Regions from separate parts of the Anas platyrhynchos genome. Here region 2 is linked to region 1. A link is a contact called in public Hi-C data. All regions are on one chromosome and are shown on one strand. Each heading gives the region's core, a stretch centred on a gene start, on an enhancer-like site or on the middle of the called end of the contact. The rest is flanking DNA. Distances are from core to core; before and after follow the strand shown. Region 1 overlaps LOC119716507 (a long non-coding RNA gene). Region 2 overlaps LOC101800985 (tubulin epsilon chain).

Region 1 (5,902 bases), core at 301-2,800:
CTGTAATTAAATCCATCTGCTTTGAACTGAACAGAATACAAGCACTTTAAAGCTGTCCCCAGCCCACACATCTCCACAGCAAAGGTCAGGAGGCAAGTCTGAGATGGAGCCAGTGTGTGGGGATGACTGCTGTCTGGTCATGCTCTTGGGCCCATGATAAAACTTCTTAGGAAAATGTTTACAACTATGCCTAGCATATATTTAAGCAGTTTTATCAATTAACAAAAGCATATATAAGGAATTTACAGCTCTAGATTTGACATCTATTCTTATCCAAAACTACACATAAATACCTTATGACACCTATTAGTTCCCTTTTTTTTTTTTTTCTTCAGGCTCTTGAATATATCAGGGTAAATTGAAAGGATTTGTTTCAGTGTGCATATACAAGAAAAGTTACACAGAATGGAATACATTCCAATAGTCTCCATTGTATGTATACCCAGATAGATCAGATTCTTAATGGAAAGGCGTAGATCAGTAACTGCATTCCTGGCATAAAAAAGCATAAGCATAGTAAAACACAGCAAATACAGGACACTAACTTTGTAGAAGCATGTAATAAAATCGTCAGAGAGCTGGAAGGCTATTGCCAACCACAGCATTTCACATTCTGCAGCCTGAATTTTAGTGTACAACTTTGCCAAACTATCACTGTTTGTGGTTCAGATTTCACAGGCTGGGTGATATTGCTTTAGGATTTAACACTCTCTGTCTTTACTGGGCCAAGGAGAGAAACAAGTAACACATAAATCCTGGTTCCTCAAAAAGCTAAATTTCAGAACACAAACTGGAGTTGGCACTTACGATGGCTAACTAGTCTGTCTGTAACTGCTTTTTCTACCCAGTATAAAACTAAACAAATTTAACCAAGTTACAGACCCTTCAAAAGTACGGTTCTTGCACATTCAATAGAAAACATGCTCACCTTTGCAGATAAGACTTCTGAAGACTCAATGGGGCACAAAACTGCAATTGTGGTCTGCTCTACGGTTGATCCAGGCACCTCATCTGAGAGCCAGGACACTTCCATATACTTTCATTGGTCCCCTCAATGGGTCTTAGCAGAACAGAAGAAAAAGCTAACTTCATGATGTAAACACAACTTGAGGAAAATGTTTGCTGTGAAAGGATCAGAGATCGATATTTACAAGCAAGGTCACTGGAAAATCAAGCAGAGAGATTGGTGCTATCCATCTCTTACTGGTCACTAAAAATCACAGATGTCCAGCTTAACCTCTCTACCTACTTCCCACTTTTAGATGATTTATTTCACTTAGACAGCTTGTTATAAAAATAAAGCCATAAACTCTGGAAAAAAAAAAAAAAAAAAAAAGTAGCTTTGTGAGTGATGAGCTCCAGAAAGCCCTGGAGAAATCAAATGCTTAATAAATATACAGAATACATTTAATGTTGTGACTTGGCTTGCACTGATTTCTATTACTGTGGCGCTCCAAAGGGCTAACAAGGAGCAGAGCTGCATTGTGTTGAGCGCTGTGGGTGGGATTCCTGCTCCCAGCTGGGGTTATCCTTCTGTGGGTTAGACATCCAGTCCACAGCTAGGCCAGACTCCCTCTAGAGTCAATGGAAAGGAACAGGCACTTCCAGAAGGTGATTCATCTGCTCTCCCTCAGACAGGAATAATCACTCTCTGGAGGTGCCCGCCTCACTTCAGTGCCTATGAAACTAGCTTGAGGAACTAGCTTAAATCGGACACTACCTCTTCGACACCTAGCAGAGGTGAGGTGAATCCTGCTGTGGAGAAGCACTTTGACAAGCCTTTTGTCACCTCGCATAACTCAGCAGATACATAGTGCAGCAGGCAGACTGAACTAAGCAGCTCTTCCCAGCTGCAGCCAACAGAGGCGTACCCAGGGGCTGCTTCCTCCCATCTGGGACATTTGGTTTAAACTCTGTGTTGTGATCCCTCGTGTTAGATGAAGCAGCTTCCTCCCTTCATGTTTTTCTAGACAATACAGGGGAAAAAAATAATAATTTACTATCATAACCACCTTTAAAAGTTGCAAACAGGTATCATATGTACTCCTACTGCTATTGCAACTGCCGTGTAGTGCAGAAATGCGTTAGGCATATTCACACCACCCAGGCAGGTTCATCTCACAGTGAGCGAGGTTAGACAGCAATTCAGCACACACGGCAGGACCCTACTAACAACCTGGTCAATGTATGGCACTGGGGAGCTGGATACACATGCTGTATGCTGAAGGAAGTCATGGCCCTTGTGTGACCTTGAAAGGCAGCTACTTTGGCAAGTGGTAATGGCACATTACAAGAAGATGTATCTCTCTCAGTCTCTTTTACTACATCTAATCTTGGTGATAGACTTTCATTAAACCTACCACCAAAGCTACTCGCTTCAAAACCCAATTAATCTTTGAATACATCACCAGATATCCTTTACTGCTGTAAACCTTATGACAACCAGAGGTCAGACTGGAAAACTGGAGCAATACTCTGTTTCTCAAGGCCATATCTCCTTTCGGATTCAAATGTGTTTTAGGCTAAGTTCAGCCATACAGAAAATTCTTGGTATTTTTAACATTCTTTCTTCTCTCATCCTAGCTAGCAAAAAAATAGCAGGCCATATCTGACAGCCTGAGGAAGGAAATGGTTTTATCCAATTTTGCAGCACCTTTCAACAGAGACAAGCTGAGATTATCTTTATGCAGGGCGCTGCTGTGTACTCGATCATGAAACAGTAACAAATTCATTTAAGTTTATTTATTTTTTATATCATTGGAGAGAGAGAGAGAGAAGAAACATGTAGGGAGTTGGACTGATGTGCCATACTGTGTAGAATATGTGACAGTGAGACCATCAATACTCATATTTATAATGCATAAGTCAGGAGAGTGGTTTATATTCATCCTCATAGTATACTTTCCAGCTTACCTTATGATGAGCTGTCTTTCTGAAGTATCTGCCTCACTGATTACCAGTAAAAGGAAATGCAATTCAGTGCATTTCAAGTATAACTGCATCTCTAATTAAAAAAAAAAAAAAAAAAAAAAAAAATGTAATGAAAGTAATTAAATTAAATTAAAAAAATTTAATGAAAAAAAATGTAATTGTGCTCCTCTTTCCTCTGTTTGGACATCCTAACAGTTGGCATTTTTTTGTTATTGATGCTTTCTATTTCCAAAAAATATATCAATGTGCTCTTATATTAAATTGTCACTTAGTAGATTTCTCAGGTTTCAGAGCTTTCCCCTGACAATATGCAAATACAGTACTACCACTTGAAAACACTGTCAATAAGCTTGGTTAGGAACATTTTCAAATCAAACGGAATGCAGAGCAAATACATGAAAACAATTTCCCATGTATGAGAGTTTTATATAGCCAACAATCCATCGATTTTCAAGTGAGAAACTAGACCAGTGAGTGAACTGACATGCTTTGTCCTGCATACTGTGCATTTTGTCCTGATTTATCATGCCTACAGCAGTATGTGTCCTGCTAACTGGTCACATACTGATTTATGGTTGGTACACTTAAATGTCAGCAACTTACTACATATGGTATGTAAAGTAGAAAATTACAAAAATCTTCCCATATAGGTTTTGGCTATTCTTCAAAATAGTTGGGGATTCTTGAGTTTGGGGAAAGATGAAAATTCCATTTATCTCCCACACTAAGCATTTTCAGATTAGCTTCACTGTAATGAATAGCTTTCCTTTTGGATTTGGATTCTTGTCTTTCAGAGATAGACCCATTTTTATAGGTACCATTTTCCACATCCTCATTTATCCTTGAATGATGCGCATCCCTTTACCTTACACTTAAGGATGCATGGTGTCATTTTTCCTGTTTCCAGGATGATGGTAGGAGCTTTCCCCGGCTGGACCAATGGGAGGGGACATATCCGGCCCTTCCGACAATTGAATTCCATCTTCTGAAACAGTCATTGCTCTTTTCCCCATATGTACAGCATCCTCCAGCCAGGGCTCTCTCCTGTTGCTATATGCTTGCCATCTAGTAAGTCAAGGCAAGAAGGGTCTTCAAATAAGAAACTGCATTTATGGTCATAGACAACACTCACAAAGTTAGAAAATTTAATTTGGTTTGTGGTGGTTTGTTTGTTTGTTTGTTTTGTGTTGTGTTTTTTTTCAAACACTTTTCACTATGATAAATATCAACAGCAAGAGCTGGATCTGAATTTCTCTTCACTGTGTCTTTATTCACCCTTAAAAATAAACTAATATGTTTGCAAAGAGAACAGAATTTGGTTATGCCACATTGCCTGGGAAATGATAGGGGACTATAATGTTAACTACATACCAGATGATTAAGGGGAAAGCTTTATTTTAACAAATGGCATCTCTCTCTTTCAAGCAACTACACATTTATGGGTATAGCTGCTTTTTCTGAACTTAATGAAATCAACAAGTCTCCATATAAGCTTGCACAGCTGTATCGCCTTCCTGCAGTTTCAAATATTTTTATAATCTTGGGTGGAGCGTGGGATACCAGGTGCTTCAGTAACTAATGCTGGAAACAGCTGAATTTTTTTAGAAGTATGTTATACTCCCAAAGTGGAAATAAACATATCTGCATTCCCATGACTAAAGAATCTTCTTTTATTCCTTACCAAGCTGCAATCAGAATACAGACTATTAAAAAATAAAACAAAACAAAACACACTGCAGGGTAGGGTAGGGTAGGGAAATTTTAATGTTTCCAGGAAATAAATAAGCTAACATTTCTTCCTTTCTATCCCCTATGTGAATAAAAAGAATGCTAGATTTGAAGTTTTTAACATACATCAACCTCTCCCTTGGTGTTAGAAATAACACAGGCATTTTAAAACAAGTAAATACTCTTTCATTTTTAATTAGATCACTGTTTGAAATGCTTGGTATTTTGGGAGGGGAAAGGAGGAGAAATAAATGAAAGATGGAGAAATGTTAAATGATTTTCAAGCAATTTGAATCTAACTTGTTAACTACATATACCCAGATGGGTTGAAATACCAAGTAATACACTGGTAAAGCACCAGTGAACTTGCTTTTCACTTCTTGTTATTTTCTCAGGGATCTCACATTTAATATAAACAAGGAACCAAAAACGAATGAAAAGGAATTGTTAGATACCAAATAGCCTTTTGCACAGTGTGTGGAAGAAGGGATTATTGTGATGATGGAAGAGAAGATGACACCCTTGGTAACTGCAACAAACGCAAGAATTTGAGAAACTCTGCAAATGCCGGGAGTTGCCTGGCAGTTTAATTCCCTTCCTATAAGGTTTGTGGAATACTGCCAGTGACTCCCAGAGCACACCGTGTAGACCTTGGTGCCCATGAATCAGCTCTTCTCAGCAACTTTTAGTAACTCCATTATGGCCAAAGCTTAGTTGCCAAGGGATGATCCTTCAGTATCATGCATGTGAAGTTGCTGAGAGATCCATCCTTTCTCTGGCAATTCCAAACCTCAGCAACTGCTGCCTGACTTCATCCTTCCTTAACCTCAGGAGACCCACAGTAAAATTAGGACTAACTGGTAGCCAAAACCAAAGCCTTACTGACTGCTGCAGTCAACTGCCGAGGGAGGGAATGTTTTGCATGCTTTGATGCCAAAGTTTGGGTGCCTAATGTCTAGGATTGGGAGCATAGGCACCACTTACTGCCAGCTTGCAGAATTAAGCTCTTCAGAAGGGCAATCCCCAAAATCTATGTACTCCTGCCTAGACATGCTGGGTAGGACACTTTGTGCCCAGGTCTGGGGAGACCTTAGCTCCTGGGTGCCCTTGGCTGAGCACAAGTCAGAGCCACCTGCCCTGAGGGGTGGTCAAATCCCAGAGCTGTCAAGCAGATTGGGGCAGAGCCCCTTCTGCCTGTGCTGGTGTTGTTGGGCTACTGCAAGGAGCAGGCAGGGATGGACGC
Region 2 (5,468 bases), core at 1,498-3,997, 64 kb after region 1:
CCATTAAGCAGACCTCTTTTAAGATGAGAACATGGCATAATGATAAAGCATCCCTTGATACTGTAACACATTTCATCTCAGGAGAAAAGCATCAGAGGCACATGGTGTATTAGCCACCATTTGCCTGCAGATTCCCCTGATGCTCTTTTCCAATCATTGAGCCCAAGGAGCAGCCTTGCTGAAACCTGCCTAGACTGAAATCTGTTGACAGCATTTACCTTCAGACATTTTTCATGTTGGTTTGATAGCAGCAAAAACGATCTTTCCTGCTGGCACTTACAACTCAGAGCAAAGCTGACCGCTACACCTGAGTACCCATGGCATCTCTGACAGCAGCCGGTCCTGTTTCTGCTCCAGCACCCAGCACGCACATATGTCTGTTTTGTCCTCTCCTGCACCTTGCCAACATTTGCTGGCTGGCCAGTGTGATCATTTAGAGCATTTTTATTTGTAGCTGTGCTAGCTAATACTGGGTCTGGTTTCAGCCTTTGATTCCTTGAAGAATTGGAGTCTGGCATAAACCCCTATTCTGCTTGGCCAGGTGTTTAGCTAAATGATTTCTTTCTGAACTAGGCAGTACTTTCATCTGACTTTCATCACTCTCTCTCTTTTCACTGAAGGGCTGCCAAAGAAACACAACAGGGGAGCACTGCGATCAGTGTCCGGACGGCTTCATCGGTGATGTTGTCAGAGGAGTGCCCACCTTCTGCCAGCCTTGCCCTTGTCCCCTGCCAGGAACTGCCAAGTACGTAGAGTCTTTGTTTGTCTTTGGTTTGGGCTGCTTTGGGCCCTTTGTAAGGTGGGGGCAGCATCCCTGCCTGGGTGCATGAGACAAAGCTGCTGCCCTTCCCAGCAGAGGAAAATAGGAAGGCTTCCCACTTATAATCACAATATTTGATATATGAACAAATTCAAGTTCTCCCTCTCTTATGTAGGAGAGATTACTCAGCTGAAAGATAAAAGGAAGGGGTGGGAGAGCTCTGCGACAGGCATGCTGCCACTTCAGCTGACACACAGCCACCTTCAGGAAAGAAGCTCTGAGGCCTAGTAGAAAACCAAAGATGAGCCAACGGGATCCAGGTGTCACCCACTTTTTGCCTTCTGAAGAAGCAAAAAGCTACAAACTGTAACCACTTGTTGGAGACCTAGTGGCACATCAGTAGTGCAGTTGAACGGTACATTATCAGCTTCCTCTTTCTTGAGTTCCACACTCCACAAGAAAGGCATCCAGGCAAATTGCAATGCCGGGCCCAGAAGAAATGCTATTAAACACTTGCCAATAGGTTGAGGCTATTTTTAATTGAGCTACCTACTCCCCTTGTGTGTGTGTTTGTTTTTTTTTTCTTTCTTTTATTTCTTTCCCATTCCACTTCCAAGTGGGGCTTGTCACAAAGGGGGAATTTTCTTATTGTGTTTGTTTGTGGTTGCTATAGCATTACTCATCCAGTCCTAAGGTGGGATGAACCTGCTCAGTGGCACAAGCCCAAACTGGCAACAGGACAAAACCTTTCTGGCCAAAGTCCTACAGGTCACCTCCTGGCTTTCGTGGTGAGCTGCAGACATGAGGAGAGCCATGGGGTGGAGAACAGCTGTTGTTGAAAACCTGCAGCTTTGACTAGGTTAGAGAGAAAACCCTCAAGAGACAGGGGAAGAACCTATTTTTGCTTACATTTATAAAGGCTTAGGAGGGAGGGTGCTCACAGACAAGGCTTCCTGCTTCCTCCAGTTTCAGTAGCAGAGGTAATGCCAGAAATAGTAGAAGTACAACAGTCGGAAGCAGTGCTTTCTCCTTAGCAAAAGGGATTTTTTTAACCTGTTGGGCACAAAGCAGCCACATGGGTGTAAGGAGCAGCACTGCCAACCACACACAGCCTGGGCTGCCTGCTCCCAAAACCCAACCAGGACACAGCAGGGTGGCTCAGACACACCTCCAGGCTTTCCTCCCTGCAGTGCCACTTGGCAGAGCATGGCCGCTTCTGCCTGAGCCCAGACCCTGCCTGAGCCCACAGACCACAAGGCTTTGTGGCAGTGCCCCCAGGCACAAGCAGCCCTACAGATAAGGAGCTCCTAGAGATAAGGAAGCCCTGAACCCAAAAGGTCAGCAGTGTGGGATAGGGAACAGGACTTGCTAGGAGCCTTCATGAGGAAGCTTCAACATCCGCATGCCACCCCTTTAGAATTATCCCTGTAAAAATCCACTTCAGTTTTTCAGGGTTTTCCTTGGAATCAAGTCCTGAAGGCAACATCTAAAATAGTGTCCTGACACAATTTGCCTTATGCTTGTATTTCAATAACATGCAGAAGTTTCCTGTACAGCTTCTTGCATGACAGAGACCTGACCACAGCAATAGCCTTCAGCTGGGTCTGGAACACAAATATTAAAGACTGAGCAACATTCAGTCTTGCATAACTAAATTCAAAGGCCAGCCATTTTTTCTTATTCTTGTATTTTTCCTCCATTAGTCCTACTCCATGTATAGTAAGGCAAAACAGTAATTCTAGCAGAAAGCAGAGAAGCATTAATTGCCTTAAATAAAGAATACGTAAAGGTTATTGTTTTGAACTCTGTTTCTCTTTGGAAATAACCAGTGAATCTGTAATAGTTAGACAAAGTGACCAAATCTGTAAACTGACAGACTCATCAGATACATATTTGTTCTTGGGATTCATTTGCGTGTCATCAGCTTTTCTGGCCAGACCATCTTCATGTCTACTGTCCAGGGAACTTTTGGAGTAAACCACATGAAGTGTAATGTCATCTCTTTGGAATAAAAAAGGGGGATGGGCATTACTTCACAGTCCAGCAGATGTTACTTCTTTCTAAACCTTTGGGAATTTTATGACCTTTTCTTCCCCTAAGAGGTCACAAAAAATACAAAATCTCAGGAAGGCTTCAGTCTTATTTCATAACTTAAATTCACAATGCGGTTTGTATAACTACGTGAAGGAATTAGGCTTTGTAAAAAAAGAGGAAGGCTGCCAAACTCTCATGATTTTCTTGACATGTTCTCATAAAAGCTTTACTGAACTCAATTTGTGAATTCTGCGAGAAGGATCTCATTTTGTGTTCTCTCTGGTTATATGAAATGTTTTGAGACAACACAGACCCAGTCACAGTTTTATTTGACCCTGGGTGTCCCAGTAGCTGAGAAATGCTGATGGAAAATTAAATTTTGCAGGCATTCTTGTCACCTTTCAATGCAGCTCTTTCCTGGAACAAGTAGTGTGTAGATCATGCTCTTTCCCATTGCTCTGAGTCTTTTGAAATCCTGTGCAAAAGGGATGCAAACTGCTCCAGCTGCCCAGCACAGCTCAGCATCATACTGGAACAGGAGACAGAGAGGAGGATGCAGACTTACAGTCTTGATGCTGTCATTTCTCAAGGGGAACACTACCCTTTAGGAACCAGAGGTGGTACCACTCAGGATGTTAGCTGCAGGTCTCAGGGCCTCCATTTTAGAAATCGTGGGCCTGCAGCTGACAACTACTGCCACTTAGTGTGCCAGTTGCTTCCCAGTACTGGGAACAGATCTTGAACAGATTGCAATCTAACTGGAAACACCTCTAGGATGTATGTCTTCTAACAGCAGATGTATTTAAGTCATATATATCACTGTATTTGAAGTGTATGGAATTTGCACTTTCCAAATTTGACTGCTGCTCTTTCTTGTCTCCTATTTTGTTGCACAGTTGTTAAATCCTGAAAACATCAGAAAGCAAGGAATCAATGGTTTAGAATCATGACAATGCAAATTACAGCACAAGACATTACTGCAATCAGTATCACTAAAGGGCAAGTTGGTCTCACAAGGGACCCCAGGGTCTTTCCAGATTTCTCAGAGAGACCATGGAGAATCCTCAATTACTGTAAATGAGGACAGCACCAATTAGTTCAGTTTTCCACTTGCTACTTCCAGATCAGATTTAAGGAAAATTGTGGGATTTGCACAGGAAACTACTGTACCCATTCCAGAGTCTAAATTCCTGAAGGGCTCTCTGCAGTGTCTTTTAAAAGCAATATCATGTCCCTTAAAGTACAAGAGAGGAAGCAATTAGGTTTGCATGACATACATATTTATCCAAGTCCCTGGTCTAAAACATGTGAAACAAAACCTGAAGGTGTCTCCAATCTACACTGCAATACAGAAATGTACATGTATCTGGGAATTATATAGCTCCATAGTGTTATACACTAATTAGTGCTTTCAATACTCATTAAAAAGACTAAACAAGGAGTATAGTGTACATCACATATGAAGTTTAAGGATACCTGTGAAAAAAAAAATTAGCAGTGAGGAACCAAGAGCCAGAGTTTGCACTGACAGCAAATGTCCATCATTTATAAAGTTAAACTCCCAAGTGTTTGCCATTGCCTGCTATCCTAATGATTTACTCTAATGAAATTCCAGCTTTGCAGACTCCTGTTACCGAAAAAATGGAAGCGTGCGCTGTGTCTGTAAGGAAAACTATGCAGGACCTAACTGTGAAAGGTAAGAAACTAACAGGATGACCTCCTGGTCAAAATGCCAAAGTCCAGGAGCCTTCAAAGGAATCTTTGCAGACTGGGGAGAAACGTTGTGGATGTGTATTCATCTGACTGAATCATGTTTGTCAAAGGATTTCATTCAGTTCATAATAAAATCTGTAAGGATTCGCTGTGGAGACATCTCAGGGTAGGACAGACTTCTACATCTGATGCATTTTGATCCAGTTCTTGCACTTTGTATACCCTCATGTGGTGATCTTTGTAAAAGGAATACAACTTACAAATCAAAATACAAATCAGAAACAGCAGCTGAAGTGAAAAATTGCTACCACAAAAATGCCTCTTGCAATTCCCTGCTCTGAAAAGATATCAGGCTTCTGCCAATTAAATGCTTCAAAAGCAAAGAGAAAATACCTTATCTGCTCACATTCTTAATGAGCAGATTCCTTCTTGGTTAAATTTTAAATGTACTTCACAGACATAATTAAAGCAAACAACCACAGGTCAGTGCTGCTTTTCAACTTTTCCTTATACCCACAAGCAATTTCCAGTAAATATCTTCTAAATTACAAAGTACACAAATAAATGGAGCTATGCAGAGAAATATAGCTCTCCTGTCTCGTAAAGGCCTATCTTACTCACCATGGACACACATGGACAGTGTTTCAGTGAAGAAACGTGATTATAATTCAAAAATTCTTCTTGAGCATCCAATAAATTAAAAATCATCAAACACAAAGACTGAAGGGTATAGGATAGCTCAGCCCCTGAATTTCTCAGTGCTTCATTTTTATTTTCCTTTAAGCCCCTGAAGTATTTAAAAATTCAGTCCACTGTCATTAGTGGGCAAGGTCTGAATTCAGATAATACTTTTCTAGAGAACGGAGAAAGGGTATTTTCTCCTGATGCAAAGAGAAATCAATGTGAAAAGGGTAAGATGGAAATAAATAGATAGATAGATAGATGATAGATAGATAGATAG

Evidence for each region. Hi-C and Micro-C count contacts between places; a contact is called where the count stands out from the background.
Region 2: a contact with region 1 is called in a Hi-C map of liver, with 2.2 times the contacts expected there. The contact joins two enhancer-like sites. A contact is called at or near these places in 2 of 8 Hi-C or Micro-C datasets (liver and subcutaneous adipose tissue).

Annotation. Positions count from the first base shown.
Region 1 is chr3:71,893,996-71,899,897 of IASCAAS_PekinDuck_T2T, forward strand. All of the region lies in intron 1 of LOC119716507 (a long non-coding RNA gene), which reads right to left. Among named protein-coding and RNA genes, the nearest start is that of CCN6, 150 kb to the right of the region's middle. Within about 2 kb of position 1,551, at least 1 of the 8 cell types and tissues checked has an H3K27ac peak or open chromatin away from gene starts, as enhancers often do. A contact at or near this core is called in subcutaneous adipose tissue, where this site is marked.
Region 2 is chr3:71,956,809-71,962,276 of IASCAAS_PekinDuck_T2T, forward strand. LOC101800985 (tubulin epsilon chain) reads left to right here. Exons shown (of 39, transcript XM_038175943.2): 3 at 621-745; 4 at 4,410-4,490. LOC119716309 (a long non-coding RNA gene) reads right to left here. Exons shown (of 2, transcript XR_005264137.2): 2 at 1-3,700. Among named protein-coding and RNA genes, the nearest start is that of CCN6, 86 kb to the right of the region's middle. Within about 2 kb of position 2,748, at least 3 of the 8 cell types and tissues checked have an H3K27ac peak or open chromatin away from gene starts, as enhancers often do. A contact at or near this core is called in subcutaneous adipose tissue, where this site is marked.